2 separate regions of the Sus scrofa genome follow, and region 2 is linked to region 1. The links are chromatin contacts, called in public HiChIP or PLAC-seq maps. All regions are on one chromosome and are shown on one strand. The core of a region is the stretch at or near the end of the contact, and the rest is flanking DNA. Distances in the headings are between cores, read along the strand shown. Region 1 holds the start of LBX1 (ladybird homeobox 1). Region 2 has its middle 54 kb from the start of BTRC.

Region 1 (3,113 bases), core at 331-2,830:
CAGGAGAGAGCTGCAGGGGCCCGGCGCCCGGGGCCTGCGGGGCGCCTGGGGGGAGTGCCGGAGAGCCAGGCCTGGACTTGGCCCTGCCGCAGCCGCCGCCACCGCCGCCTGCAGCCTCAGAGTTCTGCTCCAGTTCGGCCAGCGCCACGATGTCCATCTGCCCACTGGGGCCCAGTTTCTTGGCGGACTCCACGTCGGCCTTCATCTCCTCCAGGTCCCGCTTGAGCTTGGCGCGCCGATTCTGAAACCAGGTGATGACCTGAGCATTGGTGAGGCCCAGCTGCTGCGCAATTTGGTCACGATCGGCGGGGGACAGGTACTTCTGGTAAAGGAAGCGCTTCTCCAACTCATAGATCTGGTGGTTGGTGAAGGCCGTTCGCGACTTTCGCCGCTTCTTGGGGGTCTGCCGCTGCCCAAAGATGGTCATTCCATCGCGGCCTGCGAGGAAACCAAAATATAGGCTTGCTCCAGGGGAGAGGAGACCCCCACCCTGGCCCTTACTCACCGCACCTAGACCTATCCGGCCTGTGGTCAGTCGCTGTCGCCTGCCGGATTAGATTCGACCACCAGGACTAGGGCAAGCCTCAGCTATGGCAAGCCCCCTTCCCCCATTTCTCAGCTACCGGAAGTCCCTAGGAAAAAATTGTTTTGGTCTCTGCCGGGTCACTTGAGAGTTGGTTTGAAAGACTCGATGTCCCTGGAACAGGAGAGAGCCAGACAGGGACTCCCTGACTGGGTGTGAATGCTGGCTCTCCACCACATTGCAATCAACTCAGCTCTACCTACCCAAAAGGTCCTAGCCAAGGCTCTCCAAACCCCAGTTCCCCGGGCCACTGTGAAAGGGAGGGAGCCAGGCAGAGCAGACCGACTGCGGAGAGATCTTGGGTTCCCGCCTCCCTTCCTCAGTCACTCGATCTGGCCTATCCAGAGGTCCCTAGGAAACAGGGTTTGGGTCCTGTCCCACGCATCTCCACTCCCAGCGGCAGCAGCTTGGGCTGGAGGGCCCTGGCGGCTGGCAAGGGAGGAGGCGGGCAGAGGGACCAGGCACTAAGCGTGGGACCCCTGGATCCAGGCGCGGGGTGCTGGTCGCAAAGGTACCCAGTGGCGGCGCCTACCTTCGGCTGCCTGCAGGACGCTGACCTCCAGCCCCTTAAAAGTCTTGCTGGCGAGCTCCTCCAGGGCGCACAGCGGCGAGGTCTGTGAGAGCAGCGCGCGGCCCGCCAGGGGCAAGCCGCCCGGCGCGTGCTTGTCCGCGGCCGCCAGTAGGTGCGCCGCCCCGCACAGCGAGTAACTTCTCCGCACAGACGGCTTGTTGAGGATGTCCTCAATGCTGAAAGGCGTTAGCGGCTTGTTGGAGTTGGCGGGCGGCGGCAGGTGGTCCAGAGGGCTGCGCCGCCTCTCCTCCCCCGGCGCCGCCTTGCTGTCCTCCTTGGAAGTCATCTCGGCCTCTTTTGGGGGCCCGGCCGGGGCGGCTCGGGTCGCGGGGACCCAGCCCGCGGGCAGCTCGGGCGCCGGGCGGCGCGAGCGGGTGGCAGGCAGACAGGAGGCCGCGCTGGGCAGGACGCGGGCCGGGCTCGGGCCGATTAGCGCAGCGGCAGAGGCGAACAGAGCCGCACGGGGCCCCAGGAGGAGGGCGCTGACGCGGGCGCCACAGCCGCCGGGGCTTCCAGCAATCCGGGGCCCGAGCCGGGGCGCGCCGCGCGGGGCTCCAGTTTCGCCAGCCCCCGGTGCTATTTAAAGGTGTCAGGTGGCTCCGCGGCGGCTCCTGGCCCCGGGTCCTGGCGGCGGCAGTTGGAAGAGCCGAGGCGAGGGCGCCGATCCCGTACTGCGAGGGGAGGCGGAGAGATGGGGCAATTGACTATTGCTAACAAGTTAGCCTTGATCGAGGAGTAATCAATTATCTGCAGCGGCACTTCTCTCTCTCTCTTTCTCTTTCTCCCTGTCTTTCTCCTCTCTTCTTTCTCTCTGTTCTCTCTCTTCCTGTTCTCTCCCTCCCTCTCTCCCTCCCTCCCTCCCTCTCTCTTCTCTTCTCCGCTCCCCCCGTCTCTCTCCTTCTCCCTCTCCCTCGTCCTCCCTTTCACTCTCTGTCCGTCCAATGCAGGCGGCTCTAAGTTGGGAAGCTCATTAATTAGCGGGCCTGGGGTAGGAGGAGCCGGCTGGAATTAGCCTGCCTAATGCGCCTGTCAGTCCGGGCGCTGCGCCGCGCTCGGCCCGAGCTGTTTGTAAATTACATTAGCGGCGCCTTTATTGCACCCGAACCTCCGGCGACTGAAAAGCCGCCGCCCCCACCCCAAACTGCGAGCCGCACTCCCGGCGCACCCACCTCCCGCCGGCCTGGCTGTAGCGGCAGCGCTGGCCCGGAGGTCTCAGGCTCTTCAACCAGGATTTGGCGCCCTAGAAGGGCTGCAGGAGCTCAGCCGGGGAGGTATGCAGCCGCCGCGCGGGCCAGGTAAGACCAGTAGTCTGGGTGGGCCCAGTGTCGCGGGCCCAGAGAGGACTTTGCCAAGCTGAGATCAAAGACCTAGCGCCCCTAACCCTAGACCCACTTGTCCCTCACCCTCGGCCTTGGGCCACGCGCCCGGGGCGAAGGAATCTGCAGCCCTCCAGCTGGCCCGCGGGAGGTCCGAGGGGGCTCTGCAGCCCTGAGTGAGGCGACACGGGAAGCAGGGGTGAGGGAGCCCGGGGGTTGGGGTAGGAGGCCAGCCAGAGGACACAGCTTTCCCCAACCAAGTGGTGGAAGGGGAGTTGTTGGTGACTCTAGACCCCTCTTCCCCGGCGTGAGCCCAAAGCGACAGCCTTACCTCCTCCGGCAGTCTTGCACACTCTCTTCGGGCCGCGGCTCTCCGGGTCGGCCGGGGCCACCGCCGGTCTGGTGACTGGTGTCCGACCGAGTAGCCGGGCCGGGTGCTGGGGCTAACGGGGCAGGCTCAGGGCCTCCCCGCTGCGCTCTGCCGGGCCCCGGCCGGGGCCCCGCTGCCGGCCCCGCCCAGCCCAGCGCCGGGCTTGAGTGCACCGCCAGGCCGACTCCAGCTGTTCCGGATGCGGGGCGGGGGCCGGGAGGGGGCCGGGCCACGGGCCGGGGCTGTGCTCTCAGGAACCAGGAGGGATCTGGG
Region 2 (3,095 bases), core at 345-2,844, 59 kb after region 1:
GACACATTTACGTTGAAAAGCTCCCTCAAGTAATTCTGATACGCCCCCGGGTTGAGAACCATTGAATCAGGCTCCCTTATACTGGGCGGCAGAACTTGCCCGCAGGGTGTTGAGTCCTATTTTATTTTCTCACCCAGTTTGGGAAGAAACAGGCAGGAGCTGAGAAAAGGATCCGTCCATGGCCAGCAGATTAGGGGCTAAACAATGGCCAGGAACCGAAAAGGTTAAATCTGGGCATTGATCCTGGCGACCTTGGCTGGCCTTGTTAGCGCCCGCACAGCACACGCAGAAGGACTCTTCGCGCGGGGACTGTCCCAGAGACTCGCCTGCGCTCCGCCGCCAGGTTGCGGAAGCTCAAATCCCACACCACCTCCAAAGGCGTGTCTGACGCAGCCTTGGGTATCTTTGGGGGGGCACTAGCCATCCCCAGGTCCGGTGACTCCAGCCCTTGGGGCACTTCCCCGCCCCGGGGTCCCAGGGTGCCAAGAAAGCCCTAAGGTTCCTTCTATTGGGGGTGAGTGGAGGGGGCGAACTGCTCTACACCCAACCCTGCAACGCAGGGAGGCCTCCGGGAGAGGGCAGAGGGCACCAAGCCGGGACGGGGCGTCGGAAGCGGCGGGTCACTTAAGCCCCAGCGAAGAGGTGCGGAGATCCGCTGGGACAGCACAGGGTCGCGCCGCCCCCTGGCGGCTCAAAGGCAGAGTTGAGGCAGAGGGGCGGGCGGCAGCCGGGTCCGGTAACTCTGGGACAGGCTCTTATTCCCAGCGTTGAGCGGGGTAAGGATGTTGAAGAGACGGCCCCAAGAAGACTGTCTCGTCCGGTCCCCTCCCTTTCGCTCTCCCCCTGTCCCTTTCTCCGTTTCTTCTTTCCTCTTCCATCTCTCCCACTCTTCCTGCCCTTCCCCCTTCCTCTTCACTCCCTCTCCTACCCCCACCTCTTCCTTTCTCTCGTCCTTCGCCCGCCCCCTCCCGCCCCCGCGGGGCAGCGCCTCGGTGAGCCAGCTTGGCAGTTAGCCCATTAGATCTCGTACTATTGATCCGCTTCTGAGCCGAAGCTGACAGCCCCGGTTCCTGGTCTCTCCTTGTTCCCGTTCTTGGCGCCCCCCACCCCCGCCCTCATCTCCAGGCCGTCCTGGCCTGAACCTTCCCCCCCAACCCCCACGCGGGCCGCGCCGGAGTCTCGCCCTCACGAAGGACAAGAACAAATGTAATTAAAGCGACCGGCGAGGGGGGTGCGCCCCTACCGGCACCGACGCGAGCTGGGGTCCCAGCGGCCAGCCCTCGGTCTGCCGCCTCCCTCCGCCCCCGCCCGGGCGCTCCCCGCCCCCCCGGAGCGGGAGCATTTGGGTTGAGCTGCGCCTGTCCTATAAATCCACATATAATTCTCGCCTTTCCTGTTCAGCTAAGGAAAATAAACGTGTAAGGCTGTTTCTGGGAGCCCAGCTCAGGGACCGCTCTAAATTCTCCTCTTATTGAGTCCGGGCTGGAAATCATTCAGCTCGGCGGCGCGCCCCCTCCCCCTTCCCCCCTCCCTCCAGCCCGCGCCCGTGCCCGTGCCCGCCGCGCACACGCACGCGCGCACACGGAAGGCAGGAGCCGGGTATATAAATATCTCCAGCTCTCCCCATAGCCGGGCAGATTTATTCCGCTGCCAAGCCTGCAGAAAATTGACTTGTTCATGGAGGCGGCTATTGACACATCACCGGGGGGAGGGTTAGGGGAGAAAGCAGTGGAGCCGGCGCCCCTCCATTATACGTTAATGTAATCAGCAGTGTGCGAAATGACTGCGCGGAAAATAGCATCACTGACATTTATATTAGAGGATATTGATGGCAGGAGCTGTGACCGCATCACTCTGCCTCCCGTTTCCACGGATTGACACAGGAGCCTCTTGTTGGCTCCTTCCACGCTCGCCTCCCCTCCCCCCTCCCTCCCGCACCCTCTCTCCCTCTCTCCACCCAGTGTCTCTCCTAGCCTTACCCCCACTCTCCCAACTGACTTTTCCAGTCACTCATTTTCCAAATAATTCCTGAGCACCTACCTAGTGGGTACCACGGACAGGGTCTCGCCTCTCAGCCTCTCTAGGTTTCTCCTTCGCCTTCTCCCCCTCCCCCACCATGCCCTTGCCCTCTTTCTCCCTCCTTCCCAGCTCCCCCTCCCCCTTCCTTGGCTCGGTGGCTGGACCGCTGCTGTCACAGCAGATAGATAATTGAAAAATGGGCCTCACCTTTGCAGCCAGCAGGAGTGGTTCAGGCAGTTACTGCCGGGGTTACCTACTCCATCTCAGGCCCAAGCTCCAAAAGAGATTCTAAGGAAATTGGATTTTACATGGATGTTTTATTCGGGCAGAGGCTTTAGCGTATATAAATACAGGCGAGGAGGTCTTGTCGGCAAAGGATGAGTGAGGCGAGACAATCCCGCCTGGGGCCTGGAGGCTCAGGGGAGGCAGGCAGGGAACGTGCTCAGCTCTGGGTCCCAGACCTGGACATCAGAGCATTTCCTCCTCATCATTTGAAACTAAAAGAGGTTAACGCCTCTGAAGAGCTCCTCAGAAGCTGCCTTGGGAATTTTAAAAGTGTGTGATTGTTGGCAGGGCGATATACTGAGAAAAGAAGGAAATATACTGAAGAAGTTTGGGGACTGATTCTTTCAGTAAATATTTATTGAACCCTTAAATTGTGAGGTATTGTGTCTGGGGCAGAGGGGTAAGTTAGACATGACTGCTGCTTTCAAGGATAGGTGGGAGAATGAAAACCTGGGGTTTCATGTTAGGAACAAGGAGCGGGAAAGGTGGGACAGCGAATACTGAGATCACCTCTCTAGGACCTGACCATCTGGAAGCTTGGATAAGGCAGCAGAAAGGAAATGGGTCAGGCTGGGGGTTGAGGGCCCTACTGACTCTCCAGCCTCTCCTTCCTGGGCCTGGTTAGCAGAGCATCTAGGAACATTTTAGACAATTATGGTCACCAAATCCATAGGCAAGTTCACATCCACGATGTTTGCAAGGAATCCGATGAAAGTCCCTGGAGGGCTAGGATGATAGATCATGGAGAACCAAAGTGAGACCTTCCAGAGAGATCAGTTACAAGGTTTGAG

Evidence for each region. HiChIP or PLAC-seq counts read pairs in DNA pulled down with a chosen protein or histone mark.
Region 2: an H3K27ac HiChIP or PLAC-seq map of skeletal muscle shows a contact between it and region 1. The contact joins the enhancer-like site here to the promoter of LBX1 in region 1. A contact is called at or near these places in 2 of 5 promoter capture datasets (fetal liver and liver), 18 of 47 Hi-C or Micro-C datasets (alveolar macrophages, blood, brain and 11 more) and 1 of 2 datasets of contacts at active chromatin or transcription factors (skeletal muscle).

Annotation. Positions count from the first base shown.
Region 1 is chr14:112,284,636-112,287,748 of Sscrofa11.1, forward strand. It overlaps LBX1 (ladybird homeobox 1), which reads right to left and starts at 1,581. Exons shown (of 2, transcript NM_001206336.1): 1 at 1,116-1,581; 2 at 1-438. The coding sequence starts at 1,440.
Region 2 is chr14:112,343,372-112,346,466 of Sscrofa11.1, forward strand. No RefSeq gene overlaps it. Among named protein-coding and RNA genes, the nearest start is that of BTRC, 54 kb to the right of the region's middle. Within about 2 kb of position 1,595, at least 22 of the 83 cell types and tissues checked have an H3K27ac peak or open chromatin away from gene starts, as enhancers often do. A contact at or near this core is called in brain, fetal skeletal muscle, retroperitoneal adipose tissue and 3 more, where this site is marked.